2 separate regions of the Mus musculus genome follow, and region 2 is linked to region 1. A link is a contact called in public Hi-C data. All regions are on one chromosome and are shown on one strand. The core of a region is the stretch at or near the end of the contact, and the rest is flanking DNA. Distances in the headings are between cores, read along the strand shown.

Region 1 (5,065 bases), core at 2,250-4,749:
TCCAGTTAAGGAATTTATTCTTCTCCATATGAGAGACTGTAGAGTTTAAATAATATTCAGTTTCTTCTGGTAGTATACTGTGTCAGAGCCACATTGGAAAATTCAGTTTCACACTGGTGTTTGCATCTAAACTAAAGTGATATTCTTTTTTTTAAAAAAAATCCCATTTTAGGAATATACATTTTCCTTTATCTAATTCCATTGTATCCTTTATTTTTAAAATAAATTATTTTAGTTTTTAAAGTATTTCAACATTTTAAATTTGTATTTTATATGCATGGGTATTTGCCTGGATGTATAGCTACATACCACACATGTTCAGTGTCTGCAGAGACCAGAAGAGGGCATAGCATCCCTGGAACAAGACATCCTGTAGGTGACGGGAATCAAACCAAGGTCCTCTGGAAAAGCAGCCAGTGCTCTCAACTGCTAAGCCATCTCTCCAGCCCCATGAAGTGAGGCTCTTTAACTCCTTTTCTCCTAATTATCCCTGTACAGGAAGAATTGAAATCAATACAGGGACAGCCCCTCCTTTTTCCAATGCTCCTGCCTCTGCCAATAGATCCAAGAACAGGGGTCATGGCAACTCCAGGTATCCTGATGCAAAGGCTGCTGGGATGTCTACAGAATGGCTTTTCCCCGGGAGCCCTTCCAATCTAGTACAGAGGAGTTACAAATACAAACTCATTTTAAAAAGTGGAAAACTGCATAATTCTGCCGCATTAAATCCGAGCACTAGGAGAATGTTGGCTTTGAAATGTTACTTACATGGATTGGCTCAGTAGAATATACGGAAATTACTTGTCGGTTAGGGGAGAGTAGGTGAATGAGTAAAAAACAAAACAAAACAAAACAAATGTGAATGGGGGATGTAAAATGGCTTCAACTTTTAGCAACAAAGACTAGATTGCAACGATGCTTTCTAGTAAGAGAGAACTAAGTTTTCTTGGCTCCCCTAAGGCCAGTGCAGCTGTGTTCCTGAGTGTGGCGATCTGTTGGGCTCTGCTCCATTCCTGGGCTGGAATCATTTCTAAACAAATGCCTTCACATATTTTGGTACAGGTTTCTCAGTGGAAACACAAATTACTGGAAATTAGCAGGGGCGGTTTTTCTTCCAGAAAACTATGGCAGAAATTTGCTCTCTCCACAATGAGATTCAAAGCCCACCTGCAAAACCACAGGGGGGCGGAAGGGGGGGGGGAGCCGTATTTTTTTCATCTGATCATCCCATGTGCAAAGGCTCAACCAGGGACCTTTCAGAAGCTACCACGTACAAAGGCGTATGTATGTTCTAGAGGGAAATAGCACCTAAAATCCAGGATAAAAAGTAAAAGTGGTAGGCCACTTAAATTTAAGACCTGTTTATTGATGGAGGGGCAAAGAGTACAATGGGGTATCAAAGACTCAAGTTAGAGCCACAGCTGTTTCAGTTGATTGCCATGACTGTTAAGATGTGGGGTCTCCCTTATGGTCTAAATTATCTGTAAGTAAAACCATACGCTGATGAAACATTGCCGGTATGTATGCCATATGCTAAAGTACTTTACATATGTCCATTCATTTAGTCTCCGCAGCCTCGGTGTGGTAGGAGCACGTTTTTGTTCTGTTTTGTTTATGCAGATAAGGATGAAAGCATGGGACATGGAGTAAGAAGCCAGGCTTGAACCCCAGAAATTCAGATGGGAATCCAATCCAAAGACATGGGATTTAAACTAAACAAGGCCCTAGATTTATCAATGATATGCCTACCTTCCAGCTATTAACATGTTCACTCTTTCTTTTAGTGAGTATGTACTTAAATATAAACATTTTGTGAATAAATAAGACACTTCCTGTGCCTTCATAAACCTAAAGGATATATAAGTCAGTTAGTAGCATTAACACCTTCAGAAAGAAAGACAACACTAGAGAGGCTTGTACAGCACTTTAGAAAGCCTGGCTAGGCTGGGTGAACGGCCTATTGGAGGAGATTCGGCTGAAGTAAAAAGACTAGGTAGGCTGGAGGGTAGGCTGGAGAAGGCTGCTCTACCTAGCTTTCTAGCTAGAAGGACTGTGGAGGGAGGGCTGAGGCCGGTGAGGCAACAGCCCCCTTGTAGTGAAAGGCCTATGAGCTGTTTTGCGAGCTGCAGGTGAGCAGTGCTTCAAAACATCCTGTAGGGAGACCATCAAGAGGTGTCTGGTTTGCAAACCATCTCAGGAGCTTGAGAGTTAGTAGCATTAACACCTTCAGAAAGAAAGACAACACTAGAGAACCTAACTAAGCAAGCAGCTAGGGGCAACTGTGGCCTCCTGTGCATATAATCTCAAGAGCATGGACTGACAGCAGTGAAGGCTTGGTGGGCAATTAATAAATATTTGCAAATTGCCTGACAGGGCTTAGTGGATGCTTGTGGGATGAGGCAGAGAAAAGCTTTCCACCGGGCCAGCATGCTGCATCTGGAATTAACATCGTTCATTAACGATTAGGCTCTTCCGTCTGTTACACACAGCAATGTCCGTGAAAGCATTTTGTAACTATACTATACAATAGAAACATAAGTTGTACAGACTGCAATAGGGCCAGTCATACAAATCTTAAAGAGGCAGAAGACAGGCAGGCAACTGCCTAATTACCATAATAAAGATCCACTACTGAGGGCTACCTCATTGCTCACAGAACCCCGTATGCAGATGAAGAAGTTAAGACACAGCTTGTTTAACTCTCATGGATGATAATACTATCTTAGAAACAAGACAACACTGGCCAGAGGCAGTAGGTGTGCTTCCAATGACTGCAGTTCTAATCTGTAGAAGACAGGCTCAAGGCAACTATTAGTGCAAGACAATTCCACATATTGTAATGAAACAGAGAAATGGGGAGTAAGTTAAAACTCAGAGTATGGTGGTAAGAATCAGCATTTTTTATTGCATTTTAAAAAGCCATTTCATGGTTAAGATATGACCTACACACTCAATTCCAAGATCCAATTGCAAGATGTCATTCCATACTTGGGAGTCCTCAAGTTAGTTTGTAAGGGTGTAATGTTCCAATTCTGTCACTAGAGGGTGCTTGTGTAACAGTTCTGAAAATTCCACTTTGCTGTTGAGATGCTTAAACTGCTTTCTCCAGTGAGCTGGGAAATCAACCAGTCAATCGATCAATCAATCAATCAGTTTCCATAGTCAAATATTTTTCTATTGCAATTGAAGTCTATTCTTAACTTACAAAATAACATATTATGATTTCAAAATAGTTTTGTAATCTAGATTTTTTGTTTGTTTGTTTCATTTTACTTAGTTTCTTCCTTGATACTTGCTCTACATCTGCTTATATCTCTATTGGCTATTATTTGACCTACAGCATTAGGTTAGTCACTCTAACGATCTTACAGAGCCAGTGCAGGTGATCTGCCAATATACCTCCTCCCTCCCCGCAAAGTTTCTGAATATCCTGCTGTCAGAACTCCAAAAGGAAGTCCCCTGGGAAAGCTTTGCTGATGCTGTGCTGTGCTGTGTTGTGCTGTGTTGTACTGAGCTGTGCTGAGCTGCGCTGAGCTGTGCTGTGCTGTGCTGTGCTGTGCTGTGCTGTGCTGTGCTGAGCTGTGCTGTGCTGTGCTGTGCTGTGCTGTGCTGTGCTGTGCTGTGTGTGCTGTGTGTGCTGTGCTGTGCTGAGCTGTGCTGTGCTGTGCTGTGCTGTGCTGTGCTGTGCTGTGCTGTGCTGTGCTGTGCTGTGCTGTGTGTGCTGTGTGTGCTGTGCTGTGCTGCCCTGTGCTGTGCTGCGCTGCGCTGCACTGCGCTGTGCTGTGTGTGCTGTGCTGTGCTGTGCTGTGCTGTGCTGTGCTGTGCTGAGCTGTGCTGTGCTGTGCTACGCTGCGCTGGGCTGGGCTGGGCTGGGCTGGGCTGGGCTGGGCTATGCTGTGTTATGCTGTGTTGTGCTGTGTTGTACTGAGCTGTGCTGAGCTGTGCTGTGCTGTGCTGTGCTGTGCTGAGCTGTGCTGTGCTGTGCTGGGCTGCGCTGGGCTGCGCTGGGCTGCGCTGGGCTGCGCTGCGCTGGGCTGGGCTGGGCTGGGCTGGGCTGGGCTGGGCTGGGCTGGGCTGGGCTGGGCTATGCTATGTTATGCTGTGTTGTGCTGTGTTGTACTGAGCTGTGCTGTGTTGTACTGAGCTGTGCTGTGCTGTGCTGTGCTGTGCTGTGCTGTGCTGTGCTGTGCTGTGCTGTGCTGTGCTGTGCTGTGCTGGGCTGGGCTGTGCTGGGCTGCGGTGGGCTGCGCTGGGCTGCGCTGGGCTGCGCTGGGCTACGCTGGGCTGTGCTGCGCTGTGCTGTGCTGTGCTGTGCTGCGCTGTGCTGTGCTGTGCTGTGCTGTAGTGTGCTGTGCTGAGCTGCGCTGTGCTGTGCTGTGCTGTGCTGTGCTGTGCACCCTCTTTAATTGTGAATTTCTATAGTCATACTCCCTCTCCAGATCACTTGCCCCACATCAGCTCCATGTGAGTTGATATGCCTGTGTCTTATTGGATGATTTGACACCCAGCTCAGTGTGTGTTGCACTGTCTGTCTCCCTAAATGACTTGACTTCCATTCCGTAATTAAACACCAGATATCCAGGGTCACTGAAGATCTGCATAACTCTGAATCAATTTCCCTGGGCTCCAACTCACCCTTGCATATTATGAACTATGTCAGCTTTATCTCGAAAATCTGGACAGGAAGATCTTTCACCCATCTGGACGTTTGCCATATGAAAATGCAGGCAGTTGGGGTGCAAGTTACCACATGCCATTTCTAACAATCATTTCTGACTCCATTTTTATTCTCTCTGCTTTTAGTCCCTTTCTGAAACCCCTGAGCCTCTCCTCTGGCCTCCTTAACTACAGATACTGCCATGAACAAAGTCATCCCCCCACCATAGCTCTCCCTCCCGCCTTGGCGAAGCCTAACTCTGTAGTATCAATCCCTTGTTAACACCACCATCCTAGTCCGTAGTGCCACCTGGGTGACCCTGATCACCTTAAACTCAGCATGTACCCTAAAGCTCCATGGGTCCCATGAAAATTCCCAAGTCCTCTGCACTTTTTTTTTTTGTTTTTC
Region 2 (4,509 bases), core at 413-2,912, 360 kb after region 1:
CATCAGAATGGAATCCAGCAGAATCCTTCACCCAGCGTACATGAAAAAGAACAATCTAGAAAAATCACAGCTATGTGTGAAGAGGTGAACACAATTCATTAGTTCCATCTTCAAGCCTTTAATTTTCACTTTAATTAAATATAAATCTTATCATAGGACAGTTAGCATTTTCTTGTGTCCTTCCATGCAAGAATATAAAATTGAGTCAATAAAGTATTACACAAATTAAAAAGTATTTCCTGCATCTAAAGGCACCGGGTAAAGTGCCTAGTGGGCTCCTTCATATTTAATAAGCATCAGCTCTGACGACTCTCCTGACTGGTATAAACTGGCAGTGATGAGTTCCTCGTGAGCAATTCCCATGGAATTTCAGAGAAAGTTGAAGGTAAGAAAGGCCACATTTGGCCTGATGCTTCCTGGCAGGAGGACATTGAGTCTAGCTTTCTAAAAGGTGAGGGGCTTTCTTTCACACAAATGGAATGAAAAAAGCAAAGGCAGAGAGGTGGGAAAGGTATCGGGCATCAGGACAGGGCCAGACAGTGTCACACGCCCGCGAGCCGTTGGTAAATGTGGTCTCGGGAGGCCAGGATGGAAAGTGGATGTGGTAAAACAGGAAGGGCCTTAAATCATAAGCTGAGGGCCATCCATCCTTGGCAGTGGGTCACCTTGGACCCCTGAAATGTAAACCAGAGATGTGAGGCACTGAGAAGGGAGCTTACCTTTCTGTGTAGATGCTAGATGTTAACTCAGTTGTTACAGTTGACGCTTCCTCTTTTGGTAAATATTTCTTGGAAATTACGTTTACTGTGGTCCTGAAGCAATTTCTAAATGATTAAGTTAGGAATATTTTTTTTCCTGAGCATCTAATACTTTATAATGCTTCTTGATAAGTTTGCCATTTTCTAAATATTAACCATCAAAATAAAATAACATCCCTTACTCTCCCTTGGATACCTGTCTGTGTTCTTGCCCCAGTTCAGTCAGGAGAGTCTTCAGAACTTGGAAATCATGCAGTTCGTTACTTGGCCTCAGTTTCCTTACCTGGGACAATGAGCTTTCTATGAGGTGACGTCCAGGTCCCCTAGAAGGCCACACACTGAGCAGTCGGCCACACCTGGGGGCGGGGGGGAGGGTGGCAAAGAGATGGAAAGGGAGAGGGAGAAGAAAAGAGAGTGGGAGAGAAAAAGAGAGAGTAGGAGGGGGGCTAAATGAGCCCCAGGGCAAGCTCAGCTAATTTGTATGTGGCCAAAGCCTTTCTTTCCCATTGCCAAGTCTATTAAAGTAAGTTATTCCTCACACCTTTGCCTCAGATGTCCCGTCTCTCTGAGGTCTTCTAATGAGGCATTACTTTATAGAGTCTCAAGTGTCTTTACTTAACTTCTCTTGAGTACAGAATTACTTACAGGAGAGCAAATTAATAACCTGGCTCCCCCCAACAGCGATGGCTAAAGGACAGGCTGTCTTGGGAAAGCTTTTGTTTTCATGAACCCCTGTTCTCAAATTGAATCATGGATCATACTTGGAGAAGGAACCATCCACACAAAAGGGTTCATAGAACGCTCGGGCAGTGTGCTGTCCCTCCAGCTTTAGATAATCCTTATATTAGCCTGCAATCAGTGAGACCTTGTTGGTGCCGGGCCTTTTTCAGAATTGTTGCAACCTGCTTAGGGTTGCTAGGCAACGCTAGGGTAGCAGCCAGCATCAACTTCAACTGATTGAACCTCCTCAGAGAGAGTGGGGCAAAAACCAGAGCTTCCTGATTTGATCATCATTAGAGAGGCTGATAGAGAGAGGAAGGGAGGGAGAGCCTTGCTAAGTGGCAGAATATGTGACTGCCCTGTTATCCTTCATTTTCACATAATTCAATAAGGTCAGTAACAATACCTCACTTCTAGAGATGAGACATCAGTGCCAGCCGGGGTTAGCAAGTTGCAGAAGGCCTTGATGTAAGCAAGGCTGAGAACAGAACCCTGCTCTAGAAAAGACGGGAAAGATCTGTAACCCAGACAGACCATTAAAGAGAAATGGCAACCGTTCCAGGAAACCAACATTTAAAATTAGAGGCCACACAAAGATGATGAATAACGAGGTTTAAAATAGAATTTATCCAATATAAAGTATCTCATTAAGAAAAGAAGAAAACTTATTAAAATGAAATACAGGTCTAAGGCTTGATTGGTTCTCTTATGGAATGCAGTATAAATTTGGCATTGTGTAGAAAATGGCGAATTAAAAGCTGCCTCTGTGTGTCCTGGTGAAGAACCCGTCTGTCTAATTCTGAAAGAGAAAGAATAGAGAAACGTCAGAAACTCACAGAGGGGATGGTAGGGCAGCTGGAGAGTGTGCACAAAAGGAAAGAAAGGCAGTATATAGAAAGAAGCAAAAGCCAACGAGATCCACAGAATCCTCCGACTGGAAGCAGCCTGAAGCAGCCATCAGCTAGCACCCACACACAGAGAGCTGCTTTGAGTCACCAGCGGGAGCCTAAAGCTGCAGTCTTCTGCAAGCACGGCATGTGGCTGTCCCGGAGAATGTGTGGAAGACCATAGATGAACAGCAGCATGGGAACACAAGAACTGTGCTGACCCAGGCCCGGTCCTGCCCAGCCCGTGAATGCATTTTCAGACTTTGTGGGTCACTCATCAGGGAAGGGGCCAGGAATCACAAAGGAAAAGAATGTCCAGCCACAGAGGTAAACACAAGCCTGCCAGCGCCCCCTCAACACTAATGCCTGAATGGAAAGCAGGCTTTCCAAGCACACCGGGAAGAGATGGGATTAGATGGCTTGCAGCCCCCATCGTCCCCCATTAGGACATTCTAACAGAAAGCTGTCCCCAGCACAGACGCTCACTCACTCACAAGGGGGGACATCTAAGTCCAACTTGTCTGGATCACTGAGAACAGGACCTCACTCCCCATCTGTAGGGACAGCTACAAGAAAAAAACTAACAAAGGAATGGGGGCAGCCATGTTATCCCACCTAAGAAAAGTACAAGCTAGTGGTATACTTCCCATTTCATTTTAATTTTCTTTGTTATTTTAATTCACACCTTTTCATCTCTCTTATATAGTTCCTTTTGGTCTGAATCTTGCCTGAACAGGCTTTTCCATCTCTTTTCCTGAGTCTCTTCCTTTGTATTTTCTCTATTAGTCCTCACACTTCTAACTCACATACTGGGGCTCTCCCATAGCTCACATCGCTCCCTGAAGATCTTCCCTCCTCCTCCTCCTCTCTTTTCTCTCTTCCTCCTCCTTCTCTTCTTCTCTTTTTCCTCTTCCTCCTCTTTCTCTTTTTTTTTTTTTTGGTGGGGGGAGAGGGTTGCTTGTTTTTCAAGACAGGGTCTTTCTGTGTAGCCTTGGTTGTCTTGGAACTCACTCTGTAGACCAGGCTGGCCTCAAACTCACAGAGATCCACCTGCCTCTGCCTCCCAAGTGCTGGCATTAAAGACGTGCATCGTCACCACCAGCTCCTTTTACCTAACTATTAACTCTAGCAGCTCTAAAACACTGTAAACTGCATTTTTTTTTCTTAAAGTACCCTGGTGTCCCTGTCTCCGAACCTTACTGGGAACATAAGTTTTTGGTTGGTTGGTTGGTTTTGTTTGTTTTGTTTTTATTCTGTATGTATACCAAGATTGCCATAAATCGCCATGTTTGAATATATAGTTTGCTTCACCCAAAAAATTGTAATGAGGGAGAAATCCAAGCAGAAACCATTTGACCAGAAGACTCCCATAAATTACATTAAACAAAAAAGTGAAAAGAAAGGACAAATTAAAACCTGGAGTTCATAAAGATCCCAATAAATGTACAAAAAAGAAAAATCAAGAAAACAGAAACCACATGGGAAATCAAGCCACTCTAGTACTTTTGCAAGCTCAGAACTCAAAGACAGAAGCGCCATCTTGTAGCGAGAATGCCAGAAGACTTCAGACTCTTGCTGTTAAACACAGAGGCCTCATCCAGTAGATAAGTAAAAGAAGAAAGTGAGCTTAGAACCTACGTGAGAAAGTTAGTCGAGGTAATGATGGTGAGTGGTATGGAAGAGATCTTCAGAAACACAGAGGAAGTCAGATTTGGAAGAAAAAAGAAAACAAAAAGGAAACGTTGGAAATAAGAGTCATCAACAAACAAGGATGAGTGGAAGAAAGCTTTCCACGTCTGGAGAAGATCAGTCATATGCGGAGGAAAGTAAATGAATGAATATGAGCAAGTCTTCCTAGAACTCTGGCCCACGTTCAAGAGACTACAGGAGGTTTTTAGAAAGGCATAGACAATCTAGTCCATGAGGTTATAGCAGAAAATTTCACTAGAGAAGTGGGCATATGAACAATAGGAATGTAGAATACTGTCTTAGTCAGGGTTTCTATTCCTGCATCATGACCAAGAAGCAAGTTGGGGAGCAAAGGGTTTATTCAGCTTACACTTTGCACACTGCTGTTCATCACCAAAGGAAGTCAGGACTGGAACTCAAGCAGGTCAGGAAGCCAGAGCTGATGCAGAGGCCAT

The links. Hi-C and Micro-C count contacts between places; a contact is called where the count stands out from the background.
Region 2: a contact with region 1 is called in a Hi-C map of rod photoreceptor, with 2.2 times the contacts expected there. The contact joins two enhancer-like sites. A contact is called at or near these places in 7 of 484 Hi-C or Micro-C datasets (the 63-12 cell line, cerebellum, embryonic stem cells and 3 more).

Annotation. Positions count from the first base shown.
Region 1 is chr4:102,490,487-102,495,551 of GRCm38.p6, forward strand. All of the region lies in intron 2 of Pde4b (phosphodiesterase 4B, cAMP specific), which reads left to right. Among named protein-coding and RNA genes, the nearest start is that of Gm52668, 22 kb to the right of the region's middle. Within about 2 kb of position 3,500, at least 40 of the 459 cell types and tissues checked have an H3K27ac peak or open chromatin away from gene starts, as enhancers often do. A contact at or near this core is called in rod photoreceptor, where this site is marked.
Region 2 is chr4:102,853,774-102,858,282 of GRCm38.p6, forward strand. All of the region lies in intron 2 of Sgip1 (SH3-domain GRB2-like (endophilin) interacting protein 1), which reads left to right. Among named protein-coding and RNA genes, the nearest start is that of Sgip1, 96 kb to the left of the region's middle. Within about 2 kb of position 1,663, at least 58 of the 459 cell types and tissues checked have an H3K27ac peak or open chromatin away from gene starts, as enhancers often do. A contact at or near this core is called in rod photoreceptor, where this site is marked.